Regions from separate parts of the Mus musculus genome. Here regions 1, 2, 3, 4, 5 and 7 are each linked to region 6. A link is a contact called in public HiChIP or PLAC-seq and promoter capture Hi-C data. All regions are on one chromosome and are shown on one strand. Each heading gives the region's core, a stretch centred on a gene start, on an enhancer-like site or on the middle of the called end of the contact. The rest is flanking DNA. Distances are from core to core; before and after follow the strand shown. Region 1 holds the start of Syk (spleen tyrosine kinase). Region 2 overlaps Syk (spleen tyrosine kinase). Region 3 has its middle 11 kb from the start of Gm2848. Region 4 holds the start of Msx2 (msh homeobox 2). Region 5 has its middle 77 kb from the start of BB123696. Region 6 holds the start of Nfil3 (nuclear factor, interleukin 3, regulated). Region 7 holds the start of Diras2 (DIRAS family, GTP-binding RAS-like 2).

Region 1 (3,206 bases), core at 108-2,607, 380 kb after region 6:
TGTATATGTATATGTATATGTATATGTATATATCACACACACACATACACATACACCACACATAAAGGTATATACACATATATAAGTACAACATACACCACAATACATACACATAAAGGTATATACACATACATATGTATACCACACACACATATACATAAAGATATATATATATATATATATATATATACCACACACACACACCATACACACATACACATAAAGGTATATACATATATGCATACAACACACACACACCACACACATACGCATCAAGATATATATATATACACATATATACACACCATACATACATACATACATACATACATACATACATACAGGTGTATATACACACAACACACACATACACCATACATATATACATATACATCTCTCTCTCCACCACACAGACACCATATGTACAGCTATGTACATATACACAAATACACTCACACATAAAATACCAACAACCGACCAAGTTGCAGACATTTCCTGATAAGACTGTCTCCTGATTTTTCCTGCCATCATCTTGGGACAAAGTACTCAGGATAGGTGGAGAGCCAAGTGACAGTATTCTTCTGGTTCCCACCCCAAGTCCCATCCCAGGGAATCCCAGCTGGGTGGCTGGGGTTGAGGCCACAGTGAACGCTGTGCCCAACAAACTCCATTTCAGTAGGCCGTGGGGGCCTGGCTGAAGCTGCTGCTGTCTAGGCTCTATTTTTACTTCCCCATCTGCCCACCTCACAAGGACAATATGTACAGGGTCCTCAAGGCCTCTAGAGAAACCAAATGACCCACATTCGACACAAAGGACCTGTCACACCTGCTCAAGGAAATCTTGGTTTCTCTGAAATTCCTGACTATGAAATATTCCAGGAAATTACAGTGGAGTTACTCCCGAGACTTCACAGCTGTATCTAAAGACACGAATTAACCCCAGTGCTTAAAGAAAGTACCGGCTATGTGCTCAGGGAAGAAAGATGTCTCTGCCATGTGAGAACTGCAGTAATTATCAACTCCATAGCTCAAGATGAACGAATGTCAGCCAGGGCATGATGTAGCCCAGGGGACGGTATCGGCCAGGAAAGCACATACTCGGATACTGGCGTGCTCTCTAATGCCCACCCATGGTGCAGAGAGCCATGAGGTCGCCATTATTGATTGCTACAGATCTGACTTACCTTCCTGTCCTGGAGTCACAGAAGGCCTGGGCTCCCGGGCACCAGGCAGCATGGAACGTTGAAAGGACCAGACTGGCAGTCTTGAAAATGGGAATGGCTGCAATGGAGAGAAGGCAGAGGAGAGCAAGTGGAGGTTTCCTGCTGTTAAGTGGTGTCTGTAACTAGGGAAGTGGCTTTTCCTCAAAGTGTCAGCAAGCAAGACAAGCCAGAAAGCAGAAGTAAGAGGGTGTGTGTGTGTTGGGGGGGGGTGGTGCTTGATAATTTCATAGTCAAAATGAAGTTACAGTCAGAAGGCAGGGATCCCAAACAAACACCTGCCAGTGGAGGAGGATCTTGGCGATTCTTGACCAGGATTGTCACGCTGATTCTTAGACCTAAGCTACACAACCTGGCTAAAACTGTGTGCCAAGCTTAGGGTATGTCAATTTTTCTTCTCATTATATTACTGTATATCATGTTTGACGATTTACTAATTCTGTTGATCATTTTAAAGGCTCCAAGTAGGTTTTCTTCATTTTTGTTTAGTTTCCTATTTTTGGCTTCAGAGTTTACCATGTTACCTCCTTTGACCATCGTGGCCTAGGCTTAATGTACTGTAATTCTTGATAATTCTTATAAAACTTAATTTCCTATAGTGAGAGCACATCCTTGCCTAAAACTATAGGTGACTGAGTTGACACAGCTCTCTTTATCTTCTACATCATCGGGGTTTGGGTATGCCGCTCCAGGGTTCATGTGCTGGGAGCTTGGCTAAGGTGTGGCACATTCGAGTGTCATAACCTTTGAGAGGTGGGTTCTGAGGTACAAGGGAGCGAGTTCACTGAGGCACCAGCCTTGGAAAAGACTAATGGCTATCTCAGAGGACTAAGTTAAGTCTCAGTGAACTGAGTTAGTTACTTTGACAGTGAATTGTTATCAAGCAAGGTCATCCCACCAATTTGGTCCCATCCACAACCATGATTCATCACAGCCTTCCACCATGTGGTGCCATCTGCCAGGATGTCATGCCATGTAAGGGGCTCACCTGACGTGGCAGCCTGAACTTGGGCTTTTAAGCCCTAAACTGCGAGCCAAACTAAACTCCCTTTCTTTATAAAGCACTCAGTCTCAAGGATTTTGTTATAGCAGTGGGCCTAGTGTTCGGGATTTCTTTCTAAGCACTACTTTTAGCATCATTTGAAAAATGTTGGTATAGCATATTTTATTTTTTAAAAAATATCATTATTTTATGTATATGAGCATTTTGCCTACATATGTGTATGTGTATCATGCATGTGCTTAGTACCTATGGTTGTCAGAAGAGGACAGCCGATACCTTGAGAATGGAGTTACAGACAGTGTGAGCTGTCAGTGGGGTGCTGGGAATTGAACACGGGTCCTCTGCAAGAACAACAAGTGCACCCGGTTGTTGAGCTAATCCTCCAGGGCCTTGAATTCTCATCTGTATGCTAGGTAAAATATTTTAAGAGTTCTTTTGAGACTTTTATCAACTCACAGGTTATATAAAAGCCCATTATTCGCTTTCCAGATACTTTTTTTTGTTATGGATATATGGTTTGATTTTGTTGTGTTCTAAAAAACAATTTACGTGGCTTTTTAAATGTAAGCTTAGTGGGTTTTCCAAGCAGGTACTTTATTTTGGTAAATATTCCTTGAGTGCTTGAGAGGAATGCCTACTTTGGTTGTTAGAGTCAATGTCTTACAAATGTCAGGCTGGTTGACAGTGTTGCTCTGGTCTCATCATGGCTATTAATTTTCTTTTGAGCTATCAGTTATAGAAAGAGAGGAACTGGCATTCCAGACCACAATAGTGGCTTTGTCCTTTTTTGTCTTCCATTTTGTCAGGGTTTCCCTTATGCATTTTGCTGTCCTGCTGATCTGTGTATACATGGCTAGGTTGCTATGTCTCCTTGGGTATCTGACCCTTTTGTTATTATGTAACTGTTTCCCAGACTCCTCTCCAATGTAGAGGTTTTTGTCCCATAAGTAACCCAGAAAGTAAGGAGGGTTCTGAAAGGAAGA
Region 2 (3,231 bases), core at 338-2,837, 340 kb after region 6:
GAAACTTTCCAAACTGCCTAGAGGTCCTCTTCTCTGTAGTCACATTGTGTGTGTGTTGGGGGGAGGGGGGTGGAGGGGAATGGTGCTGACACCCGCTGCCCAATGAGAATCTCTTAAAGCCATTCAGAAAAACAAAACAAAGCAACCCAAAAACAAACAAACAAACAAACGAAAAAAAAAAAACAAACAAGAAACGGCCATGGGCTGGGGAGATAACCCAGTGTAAAAAGCGCATGCAAGAGTGAGGTTAAGAGTTCAGATCCCCAGAACCCACAGAAAGTTGGATAGCAGATGTCTGCAACCCCAGGGCTTCTAGGGGAGAATCTATGGAGATTCGTGGGGCCAGCAGTGAATCCCCAGAGGCGGTTTGAAACAAGGTGAAAGGTAAGAGGTGACATCCAAGGGTTGTCCCTTGGCCTCTATATATGTGCTGTGTCAGGAGTACCTGCACACACACACACACACACACACACACACACACACACACACATCAAGATAAATAGCTAGTACCATTTTTCTCCTTCTTGTGAAAATTTTATCACAGGTGCAAATTTTCCTTCTTTCTTTCTTTCTTTCTTTCTTTCTTTCTTTCTTTCTTTTGGGGTTTATTTGTTTGTTTGTTTGTTTGTTTGTTTTTGTTTTTTCGAGACAGGGTTTCTCTGTGTAGCCCTGGCTGTCCTGGAACTCACTCTGCAGACCAGGCTGGCTTCCAACTCAGAAATCCGCCTGCCTCTGCCTCCCAAGTGCTGAGATTAAAGGCGTGTGCCACAACTGCCCGGCAGGTGTAAATTTTCAAATCACACATAGCTGATGTTTATTCTTTCATTTAAACCACAGTTTGTTAGAATACTTTCAAGAGTTCAACACGATCTATGTGATATTTTTGTGAGAAATTGAAAAAGATCTGTATTTTCGAAACATGTTGAGGCTTGCTTAAAAGTAACAAAGCCCAGTGGGAGAGAAGTGTTTCTTTCCCTTTAACTCTGAGCTTGAACAACTCGTGTGCTTCAGACCGGCCATGGGGGTGCTCACCTGTGAGCCCCAGAGCCCCAGAGGTGGATACAGGAGGATCGTTGGTTTAAGATCATCTTTAACGTCCTCTGAATATAACACCTGCTCTTTCCATCTGATCAGCTATGCCTTTTGCAAGAGAGAAGAAAGACCAGCTTCAAATGCTGGTGCTCCTCCATATAAGGAAGGGGTGGAGATGCTCACTGGACTGTTACCCTGATTCCTGGAACTCCCCCCGGCGCTTCCCAGTCATCTGTGTGAGATCCTGTCCTAACTGAACATAGACGCACGGTCTTGGGAGGTGCTAGAGCATACGACTGTGAAAGCTAACAGGAGCCCGAGAGGGGGCATCTAGGGGACCCTACATCCTGTAGAGGCCACCATCCACACTGAGGCCCAGACTTCTCAGCGGCACACGCAGCTCCTGTGAGTAACCCCCACATGCGTGCCCAGTCACTGGTTCCCCAAATTGGACTTCGGGGATTGTTCTCTGGTTTGTGGTTGGTGCTCTGTATGATGGTAATGATTCCATACAGTACACAAGAGATTCTTTCTACAGCTGTTCTTTTACAGACAGAGGAACCATGCCCCACTGCCTGTGAACCCCGGTGTAGTGGACAGCAATGGAGAATGGTCCAGGCTGAGGAAAGCCCCGAATTGTGAAATATTCAACCAGCTTCAACAAAGTTCCCCTGTTGTGACACACATACAGCCTGCTGCAGTGTCATGTGGTTTCCCAGCTAGGTTCTGCCTACATGCATAAAGGAATACAAAGTTTCTTTATGATATTGCAAATGAGCCTCTGGGCCCAGAATTTAAAAAATAAAAATACATTGCTTTGCTTTTTTTTTTTCTTTGAGTCCGGGTCTTACATAATCCACTGTGGCTTGAAACTAGCTGTATAGTAGGAGATGACCTTAAACTTCTGATCCCCCTGTCTCTACCTCTGGGGCTCTGGGGGGCCACAGGTGTGTACACAACATGCCCAATCAGAAGCACACATTCTGTTCAAGCTCAGAGTTAAAGAGAAAGAAACACTTCTCTCCCACTGGGCTTGGTTACTTTTAAGCAAGCCTCAATGTGTTTCGAAAATATGGATTTTTTTTTATTCCCTCACAAAAACATCACATGGATCATGCTGAACTCTTGAAAGTATTCTAGCAAAATGTGGCTTAAAAGAAAGAACAAACATTAACTAGGTATGCTTTGAAAAATTACCTGTGGTAAAATTTCCACAAGCATGAGAAGTTGTTTCTTTTGTTGAACCTTCAAACCGATGAATCAAAACAGAACTATTCAGGAAATGGGCCGTGTGGGGGCTCAGGTGGTAAAGATACTCTCTGCCAAGCTTGGTGGCTGGAGCTTGATCCCCAAACCACATGCATGTACGTACACACACACACACACACACACACACACACACACCTAACAAATACACTAGGTCAAATAACAGAATTAGTGGGACACACACACACAGGAAAGTACACACAGCTAGTGTGGTGATCTAGAACACAGCCTGTGGCCTGACAGGAGGATTTAGATATTATCATCACCCTAGAAGCCTCTCTGGGCCCTCCCGGGAACATGGGAGGCTCCATTCTGTCATCTCTAGCCACCTATTTTGGCTTTCATAGTTGGGTCTATCATTACATCTGTGGTGTGAGGCAGGGATCTAAATTAAGAAGTTAGAAAAGGTTTCTTGATTCCTCTAGACATTTAAAAAAGAAAATACCACGTCTTCTAGAAAAGCAGAGGGGAAAGATAATATCCCACTAATTCTAAGAGGCTACTATTGTTCCAATTCCTGACTGTTTACGGTGGCCCAGGAAGAGACTATGAAACTCCTGGTCTTCCAAGCACTGAGCTCTTTTACAGGTAAGAGAGTAAGACTCCATTATGAGAATTGTAAGAAAGCAATTGACTGATAACTTCACGTGGTGGTTTAATGAGAAAAACCTCGGTAGGCTCATATATCCGAAGGCTGGGCCCCTAGTTTGGTAGAACTGTTTTGAGAATGTTTAGCAGGTGTGTCCTTGTTGGAAGAGATCTGTAACTGGGGGTGAGCTTTGAGGTTTCTTGCTCTCTGCCTCCAACTTGCAAATAAGATATACACTCAGCTACTGCTCCAGTGCCATATCTTCCTGCTGTGACGATGTTCAGAGACTCACCCTCTAAAACTAAACAAGCCCCCAATTAATTGCTTCCTTTTATAAGTTACCT
Region 3 (3,075 bases), core at 344-2,843, 420 kb after region 6:
TGGCTGGCTGTGCACCTTGCTTATCCTCTATAGCCTCACCCACCAGCCCTTTGTCAAGTTCTGTGAGGGATGCTGTCTCGCCCTCTCTGAGTCATGAAGTAAATGTGGGCGCCATCAGCTGGAGTTCTTAAAAGGCCATGCTTGTGCTAGACATTTTACAAGGTTGACTGATTGGAACTTCAATGGCTCGATTATTACAGGTCATGAGCCAGATTAATATTGGCTCCCATGGGCCTTTATCTTGCCGTGTGTTGCCTATCTCCCTGTAATATAACCAACATCGCCAGGAACTCTTCTGAGAGACTGCTACTTAGATGCAGTTGGGACCTGACTTTTGCTGCAGAGAAAAATTTCAGAACAAGTCAGTGAGTTGAAGACGGGATGTATTAAAATAAGAATGTGGCATGCTTATGTTACAGAGTATGTACCAGAGATGACCACTCTGTTTATAGCCAACTCAAAGTCTATTCCAGCGAGCCGGGACTACACTCAATTTTTCAGGGACCCACCTGTAGCCCTGAATATTTAGACCAAGGGGCTTTTAAAAGGCAAAACTATACCCTGATATCTCACTCAGCAGCTTCAGGGGGCGGTTTGTCCAAGCAAACAGTCTAACAGAACCTAAGAGGTATCCTGACTCTAGGTTCCTAGAATAGAACTGGGTTGGGTCATTTCCCATGGGATTCTCAATCAAGATCAGATTTTAGTTAAGTCTGAAGTGTCCTTGGGAAGAACACAAGGTCTTCTTGCTCTGTCACACTTAGACCTAAATGATGTGACCGTGGGCATGGAGAAAGAGAGCCTTAACATTTAACCATAGCTATCAGTATTATTTTGGGCCCTCTGAAGTGATGATGGTCGATGGAGGTCATCTCTATCCAGGTTTAAAAGATGAAGCAAGAATCTCTTCCATCAATGAGATCATAAGGAGGTCCAGGAGGTGCATTCGCACAGCTCTGTGCATAAAGGAAGAGCATTGTGCAGGTGTGTACACAACCAATGAGGGCAAATAAGATAAAAACATAGGTCCCATATTGTCAAACGCCTCCTAAATATTTATTTATGTCGCTAGATCAATGCCTTTTCTTAATATAGGTTGGAGAAGCCTCTTTCTGCTCTGTGTAGTAGCTCTATAGTGACTACCTAGAAAACAAAGATCCTTCGAAGGCACATTATCTCTATCTATCTATCTATCTATCTATCTATCTATCTATCTATCTATGTATCTCATTAAAGGGATAACTATTCCTTCCATCTCCTTAACATGGCTTAAGCAGATTCAGCCTTCTGTGGGAATGTCCCTTGGCTAGGTGAGTGACAGCCCAAATGGGTTATCTATGTCTCTCTCTATTCATAGGTAGATTCCGTTCTTTTGACCAGGAGGGTTTCCTTTAGTAATCCTTCAACCTGAGTTGGGTGGGACTCACTGTTGTCAGTGGTGCTTTTGTATTAAAACCTTTTGGGAATAAGTCCCTGAATAAATCTGGTAAACTACATTGCTTCTGGAAAAGCAGAGCATTGCCTCAGACTAGCCCAGACATCTGAGCAGCTCCTAATTAACTGACTGTACAAAGTGCCCCTGGCTGCTATATTCATACTCCGCTGGCTCCGGGCAGAACGATTCTGTATTGTTATGATAATGGAAAGGCTGCCATTTCTTTGCTATGCAAATTGTATGCATTTCAGCGAGTAAATACTTCCTGTCTGCCTGCTGCATGGATTTGAATAACAAAAATATAAAAAGTTAAGAGTGGGCTTCTGTGGTTGAGAAAGCTTTACAATAAAGAGATTGCTCTCTCTGCCAAGTGACTCAGCAGCTGCCCCAGTGGGATACAGTGAGGAAAAGCTTGAGATCTCTTGTGACAAATTCCAATTTTCATGTTTGACAGACTGAGGAAACTTGTAAACTTGGGGACTCAACTCTGAAGTTCTTTCTCCCCCTTCTTCTTCTCCTCCTCCCCCTCTTCCTAATAATTTAATGAAATGCAGGCTTCATCCACTGAAAGGTTTGGGGTTTTAGTGTTCAAGGAGGAAGACCTAGAGAAATTTTTTTTTTTTTTTTTTTTTTTTTTTTTTTGGCTAATAGGCTTATTAAGATTGTTGTGTCATAGACAGACAAGCAGCCAGCAGCATGGCAGGCAGGGGATCTAAGAAGAGTTATGCCCACTCCAAGGAGAGTAGACATTCCTTATTGCAGATTTTATTGCAAGGTGGGTGGGAAGGGGGTCACCAGGGGGCAGTGAGCTAATGAAAGTCACAGTGCTGGATCAGCCTCTCTCTTGGCCTTCGTTACTGAGACTTGATTATGTTGGTGTGGGAGGCAGGGATATAGAGAAATGAGTTGCTTTGGTTCTGGGAACCAAGTTCCTTCTGTTCCATGAAGTGTTACAGTCCAACCAAAATGGAGGAGCTTTGCAAACTGGTGTTGCCCTGGAAAACACCCACCCAGCTGTGGCATGGGTCAATGCGCAGAGAAAGCAAAAGTAGTGCTGCTTGGCAAACACGGTCGGCTGACAGAAGCCGACGGATTGTGTTTCATCCGCGCTTTGAGCATCCAAGGGTGACAGAAAATGAGATGGTGTAAAATGCTTCATGTTAATCAAAATGCCTTTAAATAAGGTGCCTTAAAACCCTCCATCCAAGTACCGCTATGGGTTTCTTTTCCAGGAACATTGTTAAACAGGTGAACATCGGCTATGAGATCTCTAGTAAGGCTGCAGTGCCTGCGGAATGGCAGGCATATATGCTTGTCAGAGATCTCTGCTTTACATTTCCTTTCTCCATAACAGGACTATAGGCATTCCGGCCTGTGGCAAACGGTAACAGTCGGAATCTGGGCAAGCTTTGGAAAGGAAGACACAAACCTCATTTGTTTCCACTTAAGGCCCAGGCCTGATTTCAAAAGGAAGGCCATAAGGCTGGACCAGCTCCAGGGACAGACCATAAAACCCAGCAACAAGGTCAGAAACCCCCTTCCAAAGAACAGCCTGGGGATAACCACAAAAAAACGGGGAAATATCTTATCTCAGGATGGGTAGTCCCATCACGTCCTGTGGTTAAACGTTCATGACACAG
Region 4 (3,114 bases), core at 357-2,856, 490 kb before region 6:
TTTCACTCTGGGTAAATGTTTGAGGCAAAGGTCCCTGTTTCAGAGAGGTAAGCTGGAAGGATCTGGAGGTCTAGGCAGTCAAGTTTCTAAGTCTTCTAAACTGGGGTACCTGCTAAGCTCTGGTCATTGAAAGCAACTTGGAGCAATGGTCCTCCCCTTTGGTGCTGGAGGGAGTATTTAGGGAGCATTTGCTGTTTGGGACCAGCGCTTAGCAGGCTCTTCTTTCCCCCACCAGTCCGGATGGGTTTTTGGATCTATGAAAAAGCTTCTGCAGCCTGAAATGGGTTGTTTGCAGCGATCTTTCTGCTCCTGCTGGCTTGCGGGCAAGGGAGGTGCAGAATTATTTCAGGCCTCTGTCTCAAAACTCTCTTCTTCCATGCATTGATACAGTTGGTCACTGATGCTTTGGGGCTGCAGTTAGATAGAGAGTGTGCTTTAGGGTGGGATCCTGATAGGTATGCTGCTTAAAATTTCAAAGTCAGGTGAGATGAGCTTTCCCCAAAGATATTCAGGCTTTGGGTTTGCAAAGTCGAACCCTGTTATTTGCAGAGAGAATAAAGACACTAAATGTCACAAATACCCTTCTCCCCTGCCCATCACCTCCCAAGGCAGATGCTATCCTGACACCTGAACTCCAATGACAAACACAAACTCAAAAAAAAAAAAAAAAAAAAAAAACCTCATGAGCACACTTTTGCACGGGCCTAGAGAGGAGACTCAAGGGGTGAGAAAATATCCCCATTGACAGTTTCTAAAACTTGTCCTGTTTGGACAGAGTATGAAATGGAGATCATTTGTGTAAATTAGCTGCCAGGAACCAATGGGCGCTGGGTCTGCTGGTGCACACCTACACTCTCAACACCAGGGACGAAGCCAGTGGGGTAGCAAGTTCAGGACCATCTTGGGTAAGATAGGGAGCGACTTCTAAGCTAGCCAGAGCTGGAGAGCAAGAGTCTGTTTTAAAGGAAAAAAAAAGGGAGAAAGGGTAGAGATTAGTTGAATATCCCTTGACCACCTCTCAGCCTTTCTCATCTTTGTCCCTTTTCTTAAGGAATGAGTTACAGCTAATGTCTTGGAACACTCTCCAAAGATAAGACAACTAAGGACCATGCCTAAACTATTTCTATTAGTAAAGATGCTGCTATTGTTTTCCATTATAGTTACAAAGATACACTAGTTTGAGCTCATAGTGGGAGCTTTATAAATGTTCCATGCCCTCCGCAGATTTCCAACATTCTCAGGCGGGAGCGTGTGGGATCGGCACCAGAAACACTTTAAAGAGGGGTTAAAAGACAAGAAATGAGACTCGGCAAGCTTCCTCTTTAAACAATCGGCTTTAATTACGCCTTAGACTTTTCAGTTTGGGCGATTATAACCCTTGAGGGATCGCCTAATAACAACTCTGCTGACTGCTCCTGTAATTAACTCCTAATTTATTTCAAACGGGGCGGGGGAAGGGCCCCAAGCCTCTCCAGGGAGAGCCAATCGGTGGCGAGCGTCCGTGGCGTCAGGAGCAGGGCCGTCGCCAGTTGGTTGAGCCGAGTCTCCCACTTCCCCTCGGAGGACAGGCTGGGCTCCCAGCGCGCCCCTGCCGGCTCCCCCCCCAAAAGTTGGAGTCTTCGCTTGAGAGTTGCCAGCGGAGTCGCGCGCCGACAGCTACGCGGCGCAGAAAGTCATGGCTTCTCCGACTAAAGGCGGTGACTTGTTTTCGTCGGATGAGGAGGGCCCCGCGGTACTGGCCGGCCCGGGTCCCGGGCCTGGAGGAGCCGAGGGCAGCGCAGAGGAACGCAGGGTCAAGGTCTCCAGCCTGCCCTTCAGCGTGGAGGCGCTCATGTCCGACAAGAAGCCGCCCAAGGAATCGCCCGCGGTGCCACCCGACTGCGCCTCGGCTGGCGCTGTCCTGCGGCCGCTGCTGCTGCCGGGACACGGCGTCCGGGACGCTCACAGTCCCGGGCCTCTCGTCAAGCCCTTCGAGACCGCCTCGGTCAAGTCGGAAAATTCCGAAGACGGAGCACCGTGGATACAGGAGCCCGGCAGATACTCCCCGCCGCCCAGTGAGTGCGCGTCTGGGACGGGATCCGGGCTGGACCAGCGCGAGGGGTCCCAGAGGGGCTGGGGAACGGGTGTTAACAGGATGATGCTCTTGACCCCCCTGGTACCCCAGTTCAGCGGGCGGTCCGCATCCCAGAATCCCTAGCTTCGAGGAATCTGCAGTACCTGAGCGCTGGCTGGCATTTGAAAACCAAACCAAGTTGTTGATTTCTGCAGTCCTTAGCCCCCTGCTCCGAAAACTTCATATTTGTGTACCTGCCCGGGAAATAGGGGAGAGTCGCTGTTTTGTTTTGTTGAGTCAGGGTCTCCTGTGGCCCGTGCTGGTATGCAGCTCAGGATGGTCTTGAACTCGTCATCTTACTCCACCACCTAAGTACTAGAATAACTGGTGTGCACCACCACACCGGGCTGGGATCCACTTTAAATGAGTATTGAAATGTGGTTTTGCTGGCCTTCAAAATATACAGGCAGCCCCATGAAGTTCACCCCACTATAAAGACTAGACAACTGGAAGTTAACCAGACATGGAGCAGACATACTTGGTAGTCTTCGAACTCCAGTGTCCATCCTATGAAGGGAAGGTGGCAGGCAGAGACTGATTCGGAAAGGAAGCTTCTTGTATTCTAGTCCGTTGTTGGTTAGGTTCTGCGTGTTGCAGGGAGCTAGTTTGGGCCAGACCCTCGTGGGCTCTCCTGGGTTCACAGTAATAATTAACAGCATTCCTTCAGAACTTGAGAATGTACAGTGAGGTGGCCACAAGTTCGCCAGATTTGGCTGCTTGCTAGAACCTCAAAGTACAGGCAGAGGCATGCCACCTGTGGCTACCCCTTCAGACTTGGTGGCTAGTGCTTAGAGGATTGCTCTTGCTTGGTCCAGGTTACCATTCATACTTGCAATGGGCATGGGGGTCTGGTGTCCATGCTCTCTGCCCCCTCTTTTGAGGGTGATGGCCATATTGCTATTTTCACTGCACCCCACTTCCTCCAGGGAGGCTGTGCCGACTTCCTTTCCAGACTTAGCATCCCTTTGGGGTCCATTCCTGAAACTTTGTTTTTAGTTTTA
Region 5 (3,178 bases), core at 565-3,064, 300 kb after region 6:
CCATAGAGGGCTCCATCACCTACCTGGGCTGATTCCAGAAGCAACAGCACACTCTCCTCTGATTTCTTTGCCTCACCTCACACACTCAGACCATTTGCACATTTTCTCGTTTTAGAATGAGTCAAGCGAAAAAGATTTCATTTCTTCTTAGTTCCAATTCTTCCCTGTAAAATAAGACATGTGGCTTTTTTTTCCCCAAACCATGCACAGGTCCAGCCTCCCCAGCCCCAAAATATGGAAGTCAAGATTTGAAAGTTTAGGTCACAATATCTAAGGTTTCTGACTTCAGAGCACTTGAGTTTGGGATTTTCAGATTAGGGATGCAGTCTGCGTGAAGACGGCAACATGGCAAGAGCTCTGGAATCTTACACCCATTGGATTCAATTAGTGGTTTGCTGAGATCTGGCCCTCATTGGAAGTAGATGTTCAAGAAGACTGTGACTCCGTGGGGGAGGAGTCTGGCAGATGTCCGGGGTGCTGCTGTGGCCTGACCCTCTAATTCTTATACATATAACATGTCAAGGTGGATATTCCTCTGGCTGAAAATTAGGGAATTTGGGGTCTGGGGATGGCAGAGAAAGTGGCTGTTTTCCAGGACTCATGGGTGCATGCATATGCATATGTGTGATGTGATGTGTGTGTGTGCGTGTGCATGTGTGTGTGCAAACATGTGAATGCCAGAAGTCAGCCTCAGATATCTTTGCAATCTACTTCTTGTTTTCCTTGACAAAGATCTCTTCCTTTTATGTTGTACAGATTCAGCTAGACTAGCTGGCCACTGAGCCCCATGATCCTCCTTTCTCTGCCTCTCCAGTGTTGGGTGGGGTTCTAGGAACAGGCCACAACACCTGGCTTTTGTTGCTGCTTTACATGATTTGGGCATTGAACTCGAGATCTCATGCTTGCCAGGCAAGCAGTTCTCCCAAATCCAATGTCATCGCTGTTTCCTCCTGCTTTGGGAAAGCACATTCTTGGGGCCATAGAGATGGTGCCACTGGTGACATGCCTGCTGAACGAACATGAGAAACTGAATTTGGATTCCTAGAACCTATAGAAATAGGTAGGTGGAGCTGGTGTGCCTGTGATCCCAGCACTAGTGGTGGTAGAGACAGGAGGATCATGGGGGCTTCCTGGCCAGTTACTCTGGCTGAAATGGTGAGTTAATTGAGAACATGTCTCAAAAAGTAAGGTGAATCGGGCACTCAGAAGGCAGAGACACATCTCTCTGTGAGTTCAAGACCAGCCTGCTCTATATACCAAGTTCCAGGCCAGCTAGGGCTCCATAGTGAGACCCTGTATGAAAAAATAGAGTAAAGCCAAAACCAAGGCAGAGAATAGTGGCGGAAGACATGGGACTGGTCTCTGGATCCCACATGTGCACAGCTGGGCACACAAAAGCAAGCACTTGACCTTTAATGAGAAGATAAATTCTTGTCTCTGGTTCTATATGTGTGTGGAGGGATGGGAGATGGTACGGACTCTATATTTAACATCTGCGTATCAAAGTGTATCAAACACATATGGTGACTTCAAGTTCATGTTATACCATGTAGCCCGTCCATGGCTTTCCTTCCTTTTCTTCTATTCTTTTTTTTTCCTGCCACCAGAAGTTGGACACGATGTCAGAAAAGCAAGCATCTGTTTCCCCTTAAGTAGCCCAAGAAAATAAGAACCTTTACATTCTGATTCGGTTCCATCTCTCGCACATTCACAAAAATAGAATTGCAAAGCTTGGGGTGCTTATGGCCATGAGACAGGCCTGGAGGATGACACATTCTTAAAAGGAGGATCGCTACCGGGGCCAGGAACGAAAATGCTTGCTCCTGCTTAAAAAGCTGGTGTGAGTCATGTCTGCTGAGTTCACCCTTTGATTTAGGTGCCAGCAGTGATCAGCTCTTTCAGATACATTATCCAATTAGTGGGATGGGCCTGCCTACTGGCAAGGCCTGTTAGCTAGCTGCTCATGCCAGGGCCTTCCAGGGTTGTCATGGAGACCATTGGAGCAGATTCCTTCGACTGGAGAAGGTGTCTCTTAGAGACAGGACACCGAGTGCAGGACATTGGAGTCTAAGTCAGGGCCATGTGGAGCTGGAGAAGCAGCTGTTCATACCATACTCCTAGAAGAAGAAACCCCTGGACTATCATGGCGGAGGGAACCTCCACAGGGCCCATAGGGGGAGAACATTCTAAGCTTTCCTGCAATTCCTCCAACCCACGTGACTGCCGGCTGCCAGCTGTAATCCCAAGATATTCAGCCCACATCAAGAAGGCTTTAACTCTTTGAGTGTTGAGGGGTTGGTAGGAGGTGTCCATCAGAGGTACTGGCCAGTGTCCCTCTGTAACAAATACTTAAGATAATCAAAGGACTGTTTAGGATCATGACTTTAAGAGCTTTGGTTTAGGATTGGCTGGATCCATGGCTTTTGAGCCTGAAGCAACGTACCTGATGCAAACAGCCTTGCAAGGCAAAGCCATCCACTGCTTCACGGCCAGGATGCTAAGGAGATTCAGGAAGAGAGCAGAGGTCCTGTGAAGCTGTTTTTCCAATAACCTGCAAAGTCCTACTCAGCCCCATCTGCTGAAGGTCCTGGTCCTGCCACCTCTTATGAGATTGCAGATGCAGCACAAAGCTCTTAGGGTCTGTGTCATGCAGGGTTCTATAGAGAAAAGCACTGTTAGAGGGAATATATATTACAATGGGACTTTTGCTACCTTGGATTACATGATATGGGTAGTCCAGCAATAGCTGCCTACAGATCAGAGAAACCAAGTATCCCAATAGCTGCCCACCCATTAAGTTGGGTGCCTTAGTAGTCCTACTACGATGTCAAAGTCCTGAAAGATCCACATTAGAAGGCTGAAGACAAGGCTGAAGCCCAGAGGCAGCAGCTGATGGTGGAGCAGAAACCACAATGATAAGCTGATGCACTCACCAACAAGAGTGAAGGCAGCAGGCAAACATGGGTGATTTTCCTCCCTGACCTCCTTGTGTCTGAGTAGCTGCTGGAAGGTACTGCCTACTCTGGAGGGGAGGGTCTTCCTTCTCTCCAATTGACCCTCCCTGGAAATGTCCTCACAGGCCTGTCCACCAATATATCAGTTAGTTGATTTCAGATCCAATCACGATTAACCATCACAGAGGCCATTCTAGATCTGGTAGATCGTCCCATCCTTGCCT
Region 6 (2,971 bases), core at 398-2,897:
TCTACCTACTTAGGGATCCTATGACATCAGTAAATTCGAGAAAAGTGGAACCGATTAACCAAATCAAGATTCGTTTACATCAAGGTAGTTAGTTCTTCGGAAAAAAACAAAACAAAAAACAAAAAAAAATCCAAACAAACAAAGTGTAAAGGGGGGAGGGGGTGTTCCCTGAACTGATCAGCACCCGTGAAAGGAGATTTATCCTCTATTGCGTATCTGTGCTATGGGGGCTTTATTGGTTAAGGGGTATTTTACCAGCTAGACTCCATCATTATTGCCCTGTGAAGGCGTCCAAAAGTCCAACGGTGAATGGCATTTAAATCACCACTGGATGTGCCTCGGAGATTATTTGTGGAGTTACTACTGTGTGTCTTGAGTAAATGGAAAGAGATCCACTTGGTGAGATGTTCCGGGTGGGGGTCCCGCACACTCACTCTTTATTTTGGGGTTTGCTTTCTTTGAAAAATGAGAAAGGAGGGGGTTGAGTGAGGGAATCATTCGAGCCCAGGTCCCACAGTCCGAGCTCAAGGACCTTGCCACCTGCCACATTCCGTATTTGGGCAAGCGCGTGCGTCACTGTCAGGAATATGGCTCCCTTTGCCAAGGCCGGCTATAATCTTACGTGTCTGTAAACGCGGGGAGTGTTTGCCACGTTCCTTTACAATAGCCAACCCGATGACTGACTTAAGAACATGCCACCAGATGCTCTGTCTCCCATTTCCTTATGTCTTTTGTACATCCCAGGAATTGGGGAAAGGGGGGTGGGGTGGGGGCTGGCTGGCGTGTTCACTGAGAACCGAAAGGAGAGGAGAACTACCAGTTCAAGATGCTTGGGGAATGCCCTCCGTGGCTTGCTCTAGCCCGAGCACCGAAAGCGGGTAGGTTTCCCAGCCGGGGACACCGAGGCCGCGGACTCTCAGGTCCTCGGAGACAGCCGCCACCTCTCCACGTGGTCGGGGACACAGACCAACCGGGTCTAGCTTGGTTTCCCAACCGTGTTACGCAACAACTTTGTAGGGGTCGTCTTCGCCCTAATTGTGTCGGGAGCGCTGTTTGTGTTACCGTTGCGGCGCTGCCCGGGAGAGGAGCGGGACATTTCAGTAGCCCGGCTGCCGCGCCCCTTTCCCGGTCTCAGAGGGGACCGTGGGCACAAGGAGGCCAAGGTCCCCGCCACGCCCGTGTCCCCATAGCCCTCACCCGGGGTTCTATTGGCAACAGGTAGCCCGGCCCTCTGTGGCTCTCCGGGAAACAAACAAACAAAAAAAGGTGCTGGCACCACGGAGCGAGCGCAGCGACCCGGAGGGCGCGGCCGGCAATGGGCAAAAGGGTCCTGGGCTCCTCTTAGGCGTGCCTCGGGTTGCTCCGCGGTGCGTCCCGTTGCGCAACATAGCGCTCGGCCTGGGTCCCCACGGACAGCGGGTAGCAGCTGCGGCCGCGGCCAGAGAAGGACGCGGACTGCCAGTGGCGCCGCGGCGGAGAGGACGGGGCGGGGCGGGGCGGGGCGGTGGGGAGCCCGCCCCTGTCGGCGCGGCCAGTGGCGGCGGGCCGGGGGCGGGCGCGGGCGCGGCGATTGGGGCGGCCGCCGCCCGTCACGGCGGGGCTGGCGGGCGGCGACGTAGCGCGGCGCTCGGAACTGACCTACTAACACACATCTCTCGGCGCGGCCACGGCGCCCGCGGACCCGGCGCGCCCGCTCGTCTCCCGCGCCGCGCCCTCGCCACCGCCCGCTGAGGGCCCGGCGGAGCTTGAATCGCGCCCCGGCGCCGCCAGCCCGGTTACAGCCGCCCTTTCTTTTCCCCCTCACGGACCAGGGAGCAGAACCACGGTAAGCGCTCCGCCCACCGGCGGCCCCGGGGGCCCTGCTCTGCTCCGTGCCCGCTCTTGGAGCGCGCGGCCGGCGGGCGTAGGGCGCGGGATGCGTGCGGGCGCGGCGCAGGGCTGGCGGGAGGCGGCGAGTGTGCGCGGGGCATGCATTACATAAACTTTTGCTGCCTTGGCAGGAGGGGGGACTCGCCACCTTAAGGTAGCTGCTTTGATTGCAGCGCCCTGGCGCCCGCACGTAGCCCGGGCTGCCGCGCGCTCCCTCCTCCTCCCCGCTATTGCATAATGTCTCCGGATTTCAGGAAAATTGATGTTTCGGTGGCGAAGAGCGCGCCGTGGAGGCGGAGTGGAGGCCGATCCTTTTAGCAGCCAGACGACTTGCCCTGCTCTCCGGGGTCTCTCCGCGCTAGTCCCCAATCCGGGCCAGCTAAGGGGAGGGTTGAGTCTTGATTTGCTTAGGAGGATTGGGAGTACCAACGGTGACGGCAATCGGAGATGCCTGCGCGGCGTTTGTTTGTGTCAGGCGCTGTGTCGGCACCGACGTTTTCCAACCCGTTTGTCGTCACCGTGTTTTACGAGCCCTCGGGAAGGTGGAGGGATGTGTCCTTTCTTACATTGCATAATGGGCCAGCGATGAAACGTGGGCACCGAGGACGAACTGATGTGAGAATGTGCGCGTGTGATTTGTGTGCAATGATTTGGTCATTTTAGCGCAGCGTTGGCTATTAGATCCTTATTGGTACCTCTGTATCGTCCCAAATACGCATATTTTAAAAAACGATTCTATGGAGTTCATTATTAAGAAAGAAGAAATCCTAGTCTTGGACACTAATGCGCGCGGGGGAGGGGGGGCTCCTTAAATGTTCCGAGGTGTTATTTTTAAAACCCGGACGAGCCATTGTGACGTTTGCCTCCCCACTTTTCCCAACTGGAATGCGATGCGTTTCATCAGCCTTTCTTTTTCTTTCTTTCTTTTTTTTTTTTCTCACCTTATCGTCATTGGCTTTTTTTTTTTTTTTTTTAAGACACCACAAGACAAATCATTACTAGATTCCTGGAAATGTGAGGTTATGTAACTGCCGAATTTGCTGGCTGTTGAGCATAGAAAGGGAGCTAATTACGTGATTTTATAATCTTGCCACAAAGAAAG
Region 7 (3,070 bases), core at 481-2,980, 450 kb after region 6:
TCTTGGAACATATCATGAAACAATTTATGATGAATATATCACAAAGTTATAGAGGAAGAACAAGTTTAAAAAAAAAAAAGACAAGGTGGCCTTCATGTTAGGACATGATTAGAGAAAAACACACAGTTAGGGAACAGTATACAAATAAATCAAGTTCTAACATTATGTTTAACTAGGAAAAGGAAGAAAAAAAATGGAGCGAGCTGTCCCCTAATACTGTCTCTGGCTCTACAACTCTGGGATTACAAGAATGTCAAAATGTTAATTTTTTTTTTTTTTTTTGCATGCATGGGATCAAGCTCGGATTCTTGTGTGTGCTCCCCAAGTCCTGTAGCAACTGAGTCATCTCCACAGTCATACACAGACCTTCATAATGGAGAGACTGTGGACATGTGGACTTCCTGCTCACAGGCATATTCAAAGTAGGGCTACATTTGTGAAGGCCACTCTCAAATGGCCTTGTTAAAAATGGTCTACTCCCTTCTTATTTTAGTAGCCATAGCACTAAGGCCAGAGTCAAGCTGAACTAAGGAACAAAGATGTTATCTTAACTGTAAATAGTGAAAGCATATCTTAGGTAAGATTTCAAAACAAACAAACAAACAAACAAACATGTTTCCTGTGAATAGCAGGGCAGAGATTTGCTTTGCAAACCAACTTCAAAGGATTATATCCTCTGAAATTACAGGACTCCAGAACTTACCCAAACAGAAAAGTGACTATATTATAGCTTACAGAATCTGTAAGCTAAGCCTAATTTAGAAGATACAGGCCCCATTTTGTAATTCTTTTACCACATCACCAAAGGACAAAGATAAGGATAAAAAAAGAAAAAAAGAGTTTCCTCCAGCCATAGAGTGCAAGTATGATATAGGTAGATGTTCCTGTCCAGCGCTTACAAAATGTCAGTACAGCATATTCTCTCTCTCTCTCTCTCTCTCTCTCTCTCTCTCTCTCTCTCTCTCTCTCTCTCTCTCTCTCTCTCTCTCTCTCTGTTAATTCTTTGAAATGGTCATGAAAAGCTGCTGAGCAGCGTGGTCCCCCAAGCTTACCCAAAGAGGTGATGTCAGAGCCCTGTCCTGTTAAAACGCTTGAATTCTTGTAGTATGGTTGCCTTTCAGGCAGGGAATTTCTTGGCACCTCTAAGTGACAGGCTGTCTTGTGATTTAGCACATGTGACTACTATTGTCGACTTGACAGAATCTAGAGTCACCTGGAGACGGGCCTCAGGCTTGTGGGAGGAGAGATTATCTTGATTACTTAAGTGTTGTGCAAAGGCCGGTCTTGACTGTGGGCTAGACCATTCCTGGGTACAGGATCCTGGACTATACAAATTGATCTCGGTAGCAGCGTGCTTCCACAGTCGTCTAAGTTCTGATTACCGATGCGATGTGATCAGCCATTTCAAGATTTTTTTTTTCCTGCTTTGCTTTTTTACTCTGAACTATGAGCCAGAGCAAACCCAGTTTTCCTTAGCTTGTTTTTGTCACAGCTACAGGAACAGAAACCTTGCCCAGTGACCAAGTCTTATTGCGTGGTAAGCAGTGATTAAGTACACTAGGGTAGGAGCATAGTTTTAAACACAGGAATCCACTGTCCTTTCAACGGAATGATTTTTGATTCATTTAATTTTCAGAAAATTCTAGTCTCTTGTCATCTATTCCAGAAGCTTTCGGTAGAGGGCAGCTGAAGGCTCCCGGTGAAAAGCAGGCCACCGCAACGAGCAACCACTGTGCTTGCAGGAGCTTGAGGAGGGTGGAGCCGGAGGCCGGGAGGCTAGAGCCAGAGAGCACCGCGTGGGAGGACTGCACAGGGCCAGGCGCGCGTGCGGGCGGTGCAGGGAGCGGTGCTGGAGGTTGTAAGGCTGTGCAGAGAGCTCGGGCGGGTGCATAAGGCAGAGAGGGGCAGACAGAGAGGGGCAGCACAGGGGGCAGGACGTTGCATTGGGCGTTGCACTGGAGGTGCAGGGCTCTGGACATTGCACTGGGGGTGCGGTGCACAGGGCGGTGCGGGGCGCAGGGCAGCTGACAGCGTCATCAGGCGGGAGCAGCGCGCACTCCGCCTCAGCAGCCACCGCATCGCGCTGCGCGCAGCGGGTCCCGGAGCTGCGCCTGGAGACCTGCGGCTCTGAGCCGGCTCTCCCCAGGTAAGCAAGCCACCACGGCTCTCGGCTGGAGCTGGATACAGCTCGCGGGTGCCCGGCGCTTTTGGCCAGTCCTGGGAGCCAGAGGAGCAGGATTACTCTCTGGGGCTGAAGATCAGTATGTATCCCAGGACTTGGAGAGGGGGACCAGCCAGCCTCATCCTGCATCCTTCCAGGAGGGGAGGGCGAGGACGAAGCCATAGCTCAGTTGGGAGAACGTTAGACTGAACACCTAACATTGCTTTGAAGGGGCAAAACCTCAGGGTCTTACCCAAGATTAGGGATCCCGTCCTAACAGGAGTTGCGGTTGGGGAAATTCTTTGACTGCAGGTATTCTAATGAATGCGGAAGATTCCATCGATTTAGGAAAAGTCTCCTAAAGAGGTACAGCTAGAGAAAGAAACATTCAGAGCCAAGAAGAAATGGCTAGGGGATTCCTGATGTTTGGATCCCAACCTCTAGACTTAACGCTCTGGAAAGGGACCCGCCCCAATGTCTCATTTCCTATTTTAAAGACCAGGCTTGGGATATCCACGGGACTCCCCTTCTTCTCCCGGTGGGAGCTCAGGCAAGTCTCAGCATCTAGTCCAGGCAGAAGAACGTGGGTCTCCATCAGAGGACAATGACAGCTGGCTGCCCAAGGGTTGGACTTCCCCACCCTGCTTTGCGATTCCATGTCCCAGTTCATATTCTTTGGGGTTGGGGGATCTTTGGAACTGGACACCACACATCTCGGTTGTTCCATGCCTTCAAAGGTGGAACACAGTATAACTTGGGTGGAGGAATCCGTGCCCAGCCAGCCTTGTTTAGGAATTCATTTCACATTTTGGTTCTTGTTAGCTTTTAATCGGGCCCCCGTGCATACTAGTTTATACTAGCAGAAGTTTTGTGATTTGCTTAAAAGAAAAAAAAACCCATAAAATATTA

The links. Promoter capture Hi-C pulls out the DNA fragments that hold promoters and counts their contacts. HiChIP or PLAC-seq counts read pairs in DNA pulled down with a chosen protein or histone mark. Capture Hi-C pulls out chosen DNA fragments and counts their contacts.
Region 1: a promoter capture Hi-C map of adipose tissue shows a contact between it and region 6. The contact joins the promoter of Syk here to the promoter of Nfil3 in region 6. A contact is called at or near these places in 1 of 39 promoter capture datasets (neutrophils), 4 of 484 Hi-C or Micro-C datasets (cardiomyocytes, embryonic stem cells and macrophages), 1 of 115 datasets of contacts at active chromatin or transcription factors (bone marrow-derived dendritic cells) and 2 of 9 other capture datasets (adipose tissue and liver).
Region 2: an H3K27ac HiChIP or PLAC-seq map of microglia shows a contact between it and region 6, with 6 times the contacts expected there. The contact joins the enhancer-like site here to the promoter of Nfil3 in region 6. A contact is called at or near these places in 7 of 39 promoter capture datasets (the 3T3-L1 cell line, cranial neural crest, embryonic stem cells and 4 more), 1 of 15 datasets of contacts at CTCF or cohesin (the NIH/3T3 cell line), 6 of 484 Hi-C or Micro-C datasets (the 4T1 cell line, the AML12 cell line, astrocytes and 3 more), 19 of 115 datasets of contacts at active chromatin or transcription factors (the 230-238 cell line, SST interneurons, astrocytes and 13 more) and 5 of 9 other capture datasets (adipose tissue, embryonic stem cells, liver and 2 more).
Region 3: an H3K4me3 HiChIP or PLAC-seq map of embryonic stem cells shows a contact between it and region 6, with 3 times the contacts expected there. The contact joins the enhancer-like site here to the promoter of Nfil3 in region 6. A contact is called at or near these places in 1 of 39 promoter capture datasets (neutrophils), 4 of 484 Hi-C or Micro-C datasets (embryonic stem cells, myeloid progenitors, nephron progenitors and 1 more), 1 of 115 datasets of contacts at active chromatin or transcription factors (embryonic stem cells) and 2 of 9 other capture datasets (liver and macrophages).
Region 4: a contact with region 6 is called in a promoter capture Hi-C map of embryonic stem cells, with 10 read pairs. The contact joins the promoter of Msx2 here to the promoter of Nfil3 in region 6. A contact is called at or near these places in 1 of 39 promoter capture datasets (embryonic stem cells), 3 of 484 Hi-C or Micro-C datasets (all in embryonic stem cells) and 1 of 115 datasets of contacts at active chromatin or transcription factors (embryonic stem cells).
Region 5: a contact with region 6 is called in a promoter capture Hi-C map of neural stem cells. The contact joins the enhancer-like site here to the promoter of Nfil3 in region 6. A contact is called at or near these places in 7 of 39 promoter capture datasets (embryonic stem cells, epiblast stem cells, liver and 3 more), 3 of 15 datasets of contacts at CTCF or cohesin (the NIH/3T3 cell line and embryonic stem cells), 10 of 484 Hi-C or Micro-C datasets (the C2C12 cell line, bone marrow-derived macrophages, cortical neurons and 4 more), 28 of 115 datasets of contacts at active chromatin or transcription factors (the 230-238 cell line, CD8 T cells, the HPC-7 cell line and 18 more) and 2 of 9 other capture datasets (adipose tissue and liver).
Region 7: a contact with region 6 is called in a promoter capture Hi-C map of adipose tissue. The contact joins the promoter of Diras2 here to the promoter of Nfil3 in region 6. A contact is called at or near these places in 4 of 39 promoter capture datasets (the 3T3-L1 cell line, embryonic stem cells, hippocampal neurons and 1 more), 4 of 484 Hi-C or Micro-C datasets (the C2C12 cell line, cerebellum, embryonic stem cells and 1 more) and 1 of 9 other capture datasets (adipose tissue).

What each region holds. Positions count from the first base shown.
Region 1 is chr13:52,595,033-52,598,238 of GRCm38.p6, reverse strand. It overlaps Syk (spleen tyrosine kinase), which reads right to left and starts at 1,357. Exons shown (of 14, transcript NM_011518.2): 1 at 1,185-1,357.
Region 2 is chr13:52,634,782-52,638,012 of GRCm38.p6, reverse strand. The region is part of intron 9 of Syk (spleen tyrosine kinase); the gene reads right to left. Among named protein-coding and RNA genes, the nearest start is that of Syk, 40 kb to the right of the region's middle. Within about 2 kb of position 1,587, at least 65 of the 459 cell types and tissues checked have an H3K27ac peak or open chromatin away from gene starts, as enhancers often do. A contact at or near this core is called in the 230-238 cell line, bone marrow-derived macrophages, macrophages and 1 more, where this site is marked.
Region 3 is chr13:52,560,934-52,564,008 of GRCm38.p6, reverse strand. No RefSeq gene overlaps it. Among named protein-coding and RNA genes, the nearest start is that of Gm2848, 11 kb to the left of the region's middle. Within about 2 kb of position 1,593, at least 24 of the 459 cell types and tissues checked have an H3K27ac peak or open chromatin away from gene starts, as enhancers often do. A contact at or near this core is called in embryonic stem cells, where this site is marked.
Region 4 is chr13:53,471,272-53,474,385 of GRCm38.p6, reverse strand. Msx2 (msh homeobox 2) reads left to right here and starts at 1,606. Exons shown (of 2, transcript NM_013601.2): 1 at 1,606-2,054. The coding sequence starts at 1,676. It overlaps Gm33763 (a long non-coding RNA gene), which reads right to left. Exons shown (of 4, transcript XR_873406.2): 2 at 1-411.
Region 5 is chr13:52,678,852-52,682,029 of GRCm38.p6, reverse strand. No RefSeq gene overlaps it. Among named protein-coding and RNA genes, the nearest start is that of BB123696, 77 kb to the left of the region's middle. Within about 2 kb of position 1,814, at least 42 of the 459 cell types and tissues checked have an H3K27ac peak or open chromatin away from gene starts, as enhancers often do. A contact at or near this core is called in cortical neurons, neural progenitor cells and neural stem cells, where this site is marked.
Region 6 is chr13:52,979,715-52,982,685 of GRCm38.p6, reverse strand. It overlaps Nfil3 (nuclear factor, interleukin 3, regulated), which reads left to right and starts at 1,647. Exons shown (of 2, transcript NM_017373.3): 1 at 1,647-1,825.
Region 7 is chr13:52,529,496-52,532,565 of GRCm38.p6, reverse strand. It overlaps Diras2 (DIRAS family, GTP-binding RAS-like 2), which reads left to right and starts at 1,730. Exons shown (of 2, transcript NM_001024474.2): 1 at 1,730-2,146.